Linked DNA regions of Muntiacus reevesi: region 2 is linked to region 1. The links are chromatin contacts, called in public Hi-C maps. All regions are on one chromosome and are shown on one strand. The core of a region is the stretch at or near the end of the contact, and the rest is flanking DNA. Distances in the headings are between cores, read along the strand shown. Region 1 holds the start of CCDC25 (coiled-coil domain containing 25). Region 2 holds the start of ACO1 (aconitase 1).

Evidence for each region. A called contact is a pair of places that touch in the nucleus more often than the background predicts.
Region 2: a contact with region 1 is called in a Hi-C map of muscle, with 4 times the contacts expected there. The contact joins the promoter of ACO1 here to the promoter of CCDC25 in region 1. A contact is called at or near these places in 2 of 3 Hi-C or Micro-C datasets (blood and muscle).

What each region holds. Positions count from the first base shown.
Region 1 is chr17:10,396,802-10,401,928 of mMunRee1.1, forward strand. CCDC25 (coiled-coil domain containing 25) reads left to right here and starts at 1,983. Exons shown (of 9, transcript XM_065907885.1): 1 at 1,983-2,094. The coding sequence starts at 2,067.
Region 2 is chr17:10,976,973-10,981,662 of mMunRee1.1, forward strand. It overlaps ACO1 (aconitase 1), which reads right to left and starts at 2,114. Exons shown (of 21, transcript XM_065908433.1): 1 at 2,012-2,114.

The DNA of each region.
Region 1 (5,127 bases), core at 733-3,232:
GGCCATGAAGCTGGTGATGCCATCTAGCCATCTCAGCCTCTGTCGTCCCCTTCTCCTCCTGCCCCCAATCCCTCCCAGCATCAGGGTCTTTTCCAACTAGTCAACTCTTTGCATGAGGTGGCCAAAGTATTGGAGTTTCAGCTTCAGCATCAGTCCTTCCAATGAACACCCAGGACTTATCTCCTTCAGGATGGACTGGTTGGATCTCCTTGCAGTTCAAGGGACTCTTAAGAGTCTTCTCCAACACCACAGTTCAAAACCATCAATTTTTCAGCACTCAGCTTTCTTCACAGTCCAACTCACATCCATACATGACCACTGGAAAAACAATAGCCTTGACTAAACGGACCTTTGTTGGCAAAGTAATGTCTCTGCTTTTTAATATGCTATCTAGGTTGGTCATCACTTTCCTTCCAAGGAGTAAGTGTCTTTTAATTTCATGGCTGCAGTCACCATCTGCAGTGATTTTGGAGCCCCCCAAAATAAAGTCTGACACTATTTCCACTGTCTCCCCATCTATTTCCCATGAGGTGATGGGACCAGATGCCATGACCTTAGTTTTCTGAATGTTAAGGTTTAAGCTAACTTTTCCACTCTCCTCTTTCACTTTCATCAAGAGGCTTTTCAGTTCCTCTTCACTTTCTGCCATAAGGGTGATGTCATCTGCATATCTGAGGTTATTGATATTTCTCCCGGCAATCTTGATTCCAGCTTGTGCTTCTTCCAGCCCAGCGTTTCTCATGATGTACTCTGCATATAAGTTAAATAAGCATGGTGACAATATATAGCCTTGACGTACTCCTTTTCCTATTTGGAACCAGTCTGTTGCTCCATGTCCAGTTCTAACTGTTGCTTCCTGACCTGCATATAGGTTTCTCAAGAAGCAGGTCAGGTAGTCTGGTATTCCCATCTCTTTCAGAATTTTCCACAGTTTATTGTGATCAACACAGTCGAAGGCTTTAGTGTAGTCAATAAAGCAGAAATAGATGTTTTTCTGGAACTCTCTTGCTTTTTCGATGATCCAGCAGATATTGGCAATTTGACCTCTGGTTCCTCTGCCTTTTCTAAAACCAGCTTGAACATCTGGAAGTTCTTGGTTCATGTATTGCTGAAGCCTGGCTTGGAGAATTTTGTTATTAGCTACTGTTCTTTGTATACCAGCTCCTAGTATACTCCCTGGCACATTTCTTAGTTCTAAAAAAATTTAGTTAAGTGATGCACTTAACTTCACATAATAAGATAATATAAATAATCAGGTTAAAGCGAAGTGCTGTTGCGAACTGAGTCAGATCATTCCCACTTTACAGCCGGAAGATCTGAGGTTCCCTCAGTCTAGTAGGTAACAGATGGCAGATCTTGGATTTAAAGGTAGAACAGTACAAGTCCAAACGCAGAGAGGCATATTGCCTCCGGTGAAACTCACTTATTCTAGCGTGTTCACCACGTCCTAAACCTTTCACACCTATTAACTTACTAAACCCTGGCAAAATAACCTGTAATTAACCGCTCCATTCATCCTCATTTTGCAGCTAAGTGCAGCAACCTAAAATGCCCAACAAGTGATGGAGCTAGAATGAGAATAGTGGAGGAATTTGGGTTCATTCAAAATTTAATGAGCTTCTATACTAAGTTCCAAGTACCGTGATTAGTTCAGTGAAAGCGCAGCCGTGAAGAAGGCAGGTTTCTACTTTTGAGGAGCCCAGATGCGGGTGAAAAGGGGCAAAGGCAACCAACTTGATGGCCCACAGGGTGTAGGTACTAAAAATAAAGCCAGGCAATGGCATTTTTCTCTTTAGTTTCCCCGCTTCGTTTTCCACCCACCAATCCTCCTTCCTCCATCCTCTTTCCTTTGACCCCCAAGTAAGTAGAGTTTTGAGCGCGCAGACACCTCCTCCACGGCCGAATTGAAGATGGCGCCGGCGACCGGCGTTATGACGCGACCCGACGTCAGCCGGAAGTGCGTGGAGCAGTTCCGGGAAACGCGGCCTCCGCGCTTCCGGCATCCTGAGCTTCCAGGTTTGAATCCTGCTGCTGGGCGCTCTAATTGTCCCACCGCCGCTGGGATCATGGTGTTCTACTTCACCAGTAGTAGCGGTGAGTGGTCGCCGAAACCTTCCGGGTCCCTACCTCGACTGTGGGGCTCCGAAGCCGAGACCTCGAGGCCACCGCTAGCCTGGCCCTTAAGTGCCTTCTCGGCAGTGGGTGCTTCTTCGCTCGTCCTGATGGTCTCTCCACCGTGTCCGTCCCAGTCCTCCCAGTGTGCCTCCTCGTCAGTGCCTGGTTGGCGGGGAGGGAGCGTAGAGGGACCATCCCCTGTGCTCTCTTTGCCTCCGGGCGATCTTCTTTTCCCTCAATCAGAAAGACCTGTCGCTACCTGGCATTAGGCAGTTTGTGGACTTATTCACTACCATCGTGAAGTCTTCTCTTCCCCACCCACCCCCGTAACATTTAATCTTGCTGCTCTCTGGTAAGAAGGGAGACACCTCAACAACTCTACCTTACAGAAAGTGCGCTTTACCCTTCCCGGAAAGGGTTATTGGGTTTGGATGCTACCGAAAGACTCTGGAGTGGCGAGACAGCCACTCATTGGGCAGAGTTAATGTCCCAGATTTTGAAAAGTGACACGATAGTTTCTGATTTGTCTTTGGCAGGCAAGAAAAGGGTGTGTTTAGTTCCCAGAAACTGCAGTGTCTTCGTTTCTCTGCCAATATTTTTCTCTTTGCCTTAAATCAATCCCCCAGTTAGCTGCTTCTCCCCAGAGACAGCTCTCGCCTATCTTTTCCAAATGCCTTTCTTTCCTTGTTCCCACCCCAGGATTGCTTAGGTATATCTCTTGGAGGAATCCCCTTAACACAATGCATACTTTCAGCATTGCACTTATCATATGATGTTAAGCTTTTGTCTACATGAGATAGAGTGTAAGCCCGTTGAGGGCAGGTACAGGACCTCCTTGTTCCACTAGCATAATGCCTGGCTCTTAATAGTAACTCAATAAATACTGAATAAATGAATGCTATTTTTTTGACTAATAGCAAGACTCTATTCTATTGCTACTCTCTGCCTCCTTGGTAAAGGTGAGATTTAAGTGAAACTAACAACATGGTGGTTATGTGGTTTGAACAGGGTGGTACTTGCTCTTTAGATTTGAGAAAGTTGAAGCCCAGGAAAGTTGTAACTCACAGAGCCCCTCCTCTGCTACTCCATCACATTGTCACATCTCATTTTTCTCAATAGTTTAGGCTTCCACAGTGTGCTATAAGCTATTTCTCTGTTTCTGTGTGCTTGGTTTTTTCTTATCCATATTATTAAAATTGCTAGAAACAAAATTCAAACTAGCTTGAAAATCATTATAAGCTCCTAATTGCATTTTTATCTGCTGTCTGTCCTGTTCTGCCCCTCTGTCATAATGTAACCTAAGCATCTTTTTGTAGCTTCTCCACTCACGGGAGTCCTTGACAACATAGTTATCCATACAAGTCCAACAATGGAATGACAAATATAGGCAAGGCATGTTTTGTCTTCCTTTAGTTGCTAACTCATGTCTGACTCTTTGAGACTCTATGGACTATAGCCTGCCAGGCTCCTCTTCCCAGGCAAGAATACTGGGGTAGGTTGCCGTTTCCTTCTCCAGGGGATCTTCCCTGACCCAGAATCTCCCCTGACTCCTGCACTGGCAAGTGGGTTCTTTAGTGAGCCACCTGGGAAGCCCGAGGCAGGACATATAGGTACTAAATGTATTTTACACAGACTACATTATTCTCCTTAAAGCAATTCTAAATTCTTTGAGAGCCAGTCATATACACGGAGATGCCCCTAATAGAGCAGAGGGCTTCAGCTGATTTGTGGGTTATTTTTTTCTCATTGGCTTCCATGGCAGCATCAGAACTGCTTCTTGTCGGAAAAATATTTGGCCTCTTACATCTAATAAATCTACAATTGTGCAACTTTTAAAATTGCAGAGTAATATAGTAGTAAAATTTTTTACATATTCCAGTACAGAAAACAGTTCGAACATACAGAATCTTAAGGAAATGACTTTGTATAGATAGCCAAGCTTTTCAATCAACTGATGGTTTACTGCAAAAATAAATAAATAAATAAATAAAACCTTAAAAAAAAATGGGCTGGAAATCGCAATAGAAAATTTTTGCCTTCTCTTTTAAAATTAGTATCTCTGACCAAAATCTGCTTATTCTTTCATGTTCCCATAATAGATTAAGGAAACATTAACTTGGCTGTATTTTCAGTGTCACATTCAAGACCCTCTGATTTATGGATTCCTGCACATGTTAGTGCATTAAGCACATTAAGTTCACTTATGTTTTTAGTACCTTTTACCAGTGTCCATCTCAATATAGATGGTTCTGTAAATTATGAAATTATCACAGCGCCTCAAAAGTTGGGTTAATTGATTGCTACATGTGAGTCAGGAGTCTTCAAGACAACTAGTTCTCATACTAATCACATTATTTGGGTGAGTTACAGGAGTACTAGAATAATTCAGTTTACTCTTCCTTTATCCCTCTAACATGGAAAAGGAAAGTCGCTCACTGGTGTCCGACTCTTTGTGACCCCATGGACTCTACAGTCCACGGAAGTCTCCAGGCCAGAATACTGGAGTGGGTAGCCTTTCCCTTCTTAAGGGGATCCTCCAAACCCAGGGATCGAACCCAGGTCTCCTGAAGTGCAAGCGGATCCTTTACCAGTTGAGCCACAAGGGAAGCCCAAGAATACTGGAGTGGGTAGCCTATCCCTTTTCCGGGGCGGGGGGGCCGGGGGGGGGGGGGATGTCTTCTCGACCCAAGAATTGAACCAGGGTCTCCTGCATTACAGGTGGATTCTTTACCAACTGAGCTATCAGGGAAGCCGTGGAGGAGAACTTAATTCAGACTTCTTACTCAGAAGTCATGCTCCTTTTTAAAAAAAATTTTATTTTCTATTTTGACATTTCAGTCTTTCAGAAAAGTTACAGGAATATAAAAGATTTCCTTTATAGCCTTCTCTTAGATTCCCCAAATTCTAACATTTTACCACATATGCCTTATCTCCTTTTCCCTTTCTTCTTTTCCTTTTTCTACTTTTTCCATCTCCCCTTACCCCACTCTCTCTCTCTCTGTGCGCGCGCGC
Region 2 (4,690 bases), core at 864-3,363, 580 kb after region 1:
GGGACAAACACCCCCCACCCCCGAAAGTGGAAAGGGAAAGAGCACCAAGACTGGGAAACCATATTCCAATAAATGCGAGGTTGCACAAGCACACACAGAAGTGACCATGGAGGAAAGGGAGGCAACAACATGCCTCTCTATTCTCTTCAAAATCACTTCCGACCCACTTGGAAGCTCTTGAACCAACTCCTCCACACTTGGCACTGGCTCTCCCGGGCATGTCTCTGAATGCATGGGTCCTGTGTGCCACATCCCCGCTACAATCTGAAGGCATACACAGGCCACCTCTGCAGGCACAGAGATAACCCAAGGCATCTGAGGGCCTTGCCAGTTTTCAGGAGGCGTGCAGGGCTCATTATCTCCTACATGGGGACACAGTACTTGGGTCTCCAGAGTGAGGTCAGCTTGGCTGCAGCTACCAGAGGTTAACCATCCTTCCTTGGGGTGATGCGTGTTCCCATTCAGAGGAAGGATCACAAACAAGAAGCAGGATCAATGACTTAAACCCTTGAAGTATTTCCTACTCCAGTGGTTCTCAAAGCGTGCAGGGGACTCTAGGGATTCAGAAAGTCAAAACCACTTTCATAATAATACCAAGCTGCTCTTTGCTGCTTTTACTCACACACTTTCAGGAGTACACAGCGGAGTTTTCCAGAAGCGATATGACATGTAATACCTCAACAGACAATGCAGAAGCAAGACATAAGAACCCTAGCTGCTACTTATTAAAACTGATATGAAAGAGATTTGCAAAAATATAGTACAATGACACTCTTCTCAGTAACATTCTATTTTGAAAGGTATGGTTATTTTCATAAACACATATCAACATATAATGCATGCTTGTGTGCTCAGTCATACCAGACTTTTTGCTGCCCCCACGGACTGCAGCCCATCAGGCTCCTAAGTTCATGGGATTCTCCAGGCAGGAATACTGGAGTGGGTTGCCATTTTCATATCCAGGGGATATTCCCACCCCAGGGATCAAACCCACATCTCTTATGTCTCCTGCACTGGTGGGTGGATTCTTTACCACTATTTTCAAATGAGATACTAAATATATTGAAAAATTCTGTTTTAGTTATATATGATAAATATTGAGACACATAACCCACATAAAAGCTCCTTAATATACTAATTTTTAGAGTGTATAGGGGAGTTTGAGAACTACTGAGAGGCTGTTTCTGACTCTCTGCCCCCATCCCCGCAACACACACACACACACACACACACACAGACACACTCACTCACTCACTCCTCCCTGGGTCTGTGAATCTTTGGGATGGACTCTGTCCCCACTGCTGAGACGCTGTTTCCGACTCTCTGCCCCCGTCCCCGCAACACACACACACACACACACACACACACTCACTCACTCACTCACTCACTCACTCACTCACTCACTCACTCCTCCCTGGGTGTGTGAATCTTTGGGATGGGCTGTGTCCCCACCCCTCCCACCGAGGGTCCCTTCCCCCTCACTCCATCTCCCCCTTACCCCTGGTGTGGACTCCCTGATCTGTCGGAACCCCAGGGGGAAATGTCCCTGCCTCGCCACCCCCAGCTGGACGAGGACTCCCCGGCGAGGCCCGCACACCCTCCTTGGGGTAGGACTCCCCGGTTCAGTGTGTCGGGACAAGTCGCAACGTGGATTCTCCCGGCGGCCCCCAGAGCCTCGCCGACTCCCGGGTGAGGCCCTCACAAGCTCGGCGCGGACTGTCCCGGCGGCCGGCACAGCCCGGGCGAAGGAGGCCGAGGAGAGCCATTTCCAGTCCCGCCCCCGTGCTCGGCGCGGCACAGGCTGGGAACAGGGCGGAGGGTCAGTCCCCAGGAACTAGTCCCGATTCTCCCGGCTGCCTTCCCGCTCCCCCAGGTCTCCCTTGGGCGGCCCGGCGCGCTGCAGCCCGGCTCGGGGAGGCGGATCGGGGTTCCGCTGACCCGCATTCCCCCGCGGGGTCAGGGCGGCCGGTGCTTGGGCCCGGGGACTCGCGTTGGGCCGCGTCGTACTCACCGCAGAGTGCGAGGCGGACTCCGACTGGCGCGGGGCACTAGGCTGGGGGCGCTCTCCGGAGCGACTCGAGTCCAGAGGCCCGCGCCGCTCCGCCCCCTGTCGCCGCGGGGCCGCCTGCCGAGGGGCGTGGCCTGCGCGCGGGGCGGGGCCTGCGGGCGGGGAGACTTCGCCCCGGAGGGAGCGGGGTAGCTGGGGGTCAGCGGCAGGAAGCCGCCTCAGGACGGGATCCTCCCATGTGGCCCCAGGCCGGGGACAGCTCACTCTTGGGCGTGGAGTGTGACTGCCCAGCTCGCTGGGAGGGAGCTGAAGGGGCAGGTTAGAAATGCAGCTTTTAAAAATGGTTTAACCATCACTGTGGAGGCTTCCTTGTCCGACACCCCGGTACGCGGTCACCTCCCCTCTCTCCCTTTTGCCCCCACCCCGCCCCCACCTTAGCGCCTGGCAAAGCGAGCCGAGTGGCTGCCGGGACTTCAAAGTTTCCATGGTTATGGAGTGCAGTTTCCGTGTTTAATTTTTTCCTTTTTTTAATGTCTAACACTTCCTAATGCAGGCTGTTCACCTGTCAGAAGTCAGAGAAATGACTGAGTTGACTCAGAAGGCCTTGGTCACTGCACCTACTTTCTATAGGTTGGTTGAAGTTGCGCCTGCTCAGGCAAATTTGACTGATTAGATCTTTAGTTTTCTATCTTGAGTATATGGATATACGGCTTATAGAATGAATAAGTAGTGACTATCCCCATAGGGGCCAACTTGTGTAACATAGCATTTTCAGCTTCCCAGGTGAGGCTAGTGGTAAAGAACCCGCCTGCCAATGCAGGAGACATGAGAAAAATGGGTTCATGACCCTGGGTCGGGAAGATCCCCTGGAGAAGGAGGAAATGACAACCCACTCCAGTATTATTGCCTGGAAAATCCCATGGACGGAGGAGCCCAGTAGGCTGCAGTCCATGGGGTTGCAAAGAGTCACCCACGACGGAGCAACTAACACTAGTGCTACTATATTCAAGTTTGAAGAAAGACATATATACTGTATAGTAAACATTGCTTCCCAGGCGGCTCAGGGGTAAAGAATCCACCTGCCAATGCAGATGGAGATGTGGGTTGAATGCCTGGGTAAGGAATATCCCCTGGAGGAGGAAATGGCAACCCATTTGGGTATTCTTGCCTGGAAAATCCCCATGGACAAAACAGCCTGGCGGGCTATAGTTATGGGGTCGCAAAGAGTTGGACATAACTGGGTAACTGAGCACTCACACACATCACACGCATTATATTTTTGCTATATGGGAGAAGGCTTTCTTCCTACCCACTTTCTAAACTGTTTCCATTCACATTCATTGAGCAAACTTCCCTTGAGTGGACTGGGGTCCCCTTAGAGGGTATGTGGGGAAGGCTGAGGGGTAGGGAGAAAAGACATCCAGCTAAATTTTGATTCTTAACCAAGGCAGCCCTTCACAAAGCAAAATTTCTTAATGTTCAATGATAACATACATGTAATAGGAGAACTGGTAATCCTTGACAGGAAATAATTAAATCAGAACTATAAAAGGAATTGAGATTTATTAGTAAACACTCTGGCCAAAACTGTGAAGGAAATAGTTCCCACATCACCCTGCTCTTTTGCTCTTGGGCCTGTCACCAGGGATGTGTGGATTGCAAAACCCAGTGACCCCTCTTCTGTTCTTGCCCTTGCTGACTGCTCTGTGGTATTTGATACTGGTAACAGGTCTTTCCTTGAAATTTTGACCTCCTTTTGGCTTTAGAGGCTTCTACTCTCGTGATTCACCTCTTCTTAATTTGGTCCCTCTTTCTTAGACTCTTTCAGTTCACCCTTTCTCTTCTCACTTTACATGTAACTCCATACACTGATGAAGTCGTCATCATCTATTTTCTCTCTATGAAGACTTCCAGCTAAAGTCTGCTCTGTCTGCATCATTGACCTTAACTGTCTTCAGATCTCCGCACTCTTTGACAATAGCTATTTGCGGAGCATTAGCACTTGAGTATTCCCAAGGCCCCTGCCATACTTCCTGTCTAAAGTGGCAGTTCAATGTCTTCTCTTGCCATCTGTCTGTCCCCTCCCACCCATCCAGTTTCTTCCTCATCCTGAATCCCACATCCGGGATCTTTTATCGTGTCCTGAGATAAAAGGGTTCGAACCACATCACTATACTCGTACAAAGTTCACCTGATATATATTTCTGTCATGATACAGAAGATTCTGCCAGTGGCCCAGAGGAGTGTGTAGACTTGAAGAGCCTTCAGAGAGGAAGCCATCCAGGTGTGGTAACTGCCCAGGCACTGTGGATCTGCTCCAGGGGCCAGTGGCAGAAGGGCCTTTAGTGAGGTAAGAGCCTTACCTGACAGAAGCTTCTGCTACTCTAAAGGGAATCCTAAGGCTTTGGTTGGAGACCTGTTGAGCTCTGAGGAATGCCTCATCGTACTTCATCGTGTCTTTAGTTACGTGTGTAAACTGGGCCATCCTGAAATCTAGACACCACCTCTGCATCTTGCTTTGTAGTTCATAGCGCATTTTCCCACATGTTGTCTAATAGAAAGGAAGTGGTGCAAGAGAAAGGCAGTCTATGGATTTCCCTAGTGGTCCAGTGGTTAAGACTGTGTTTCCACCACAGGGGCAAGGGTTCGAGTCCTCACTGGGAACTACGATCCTGAATGCTG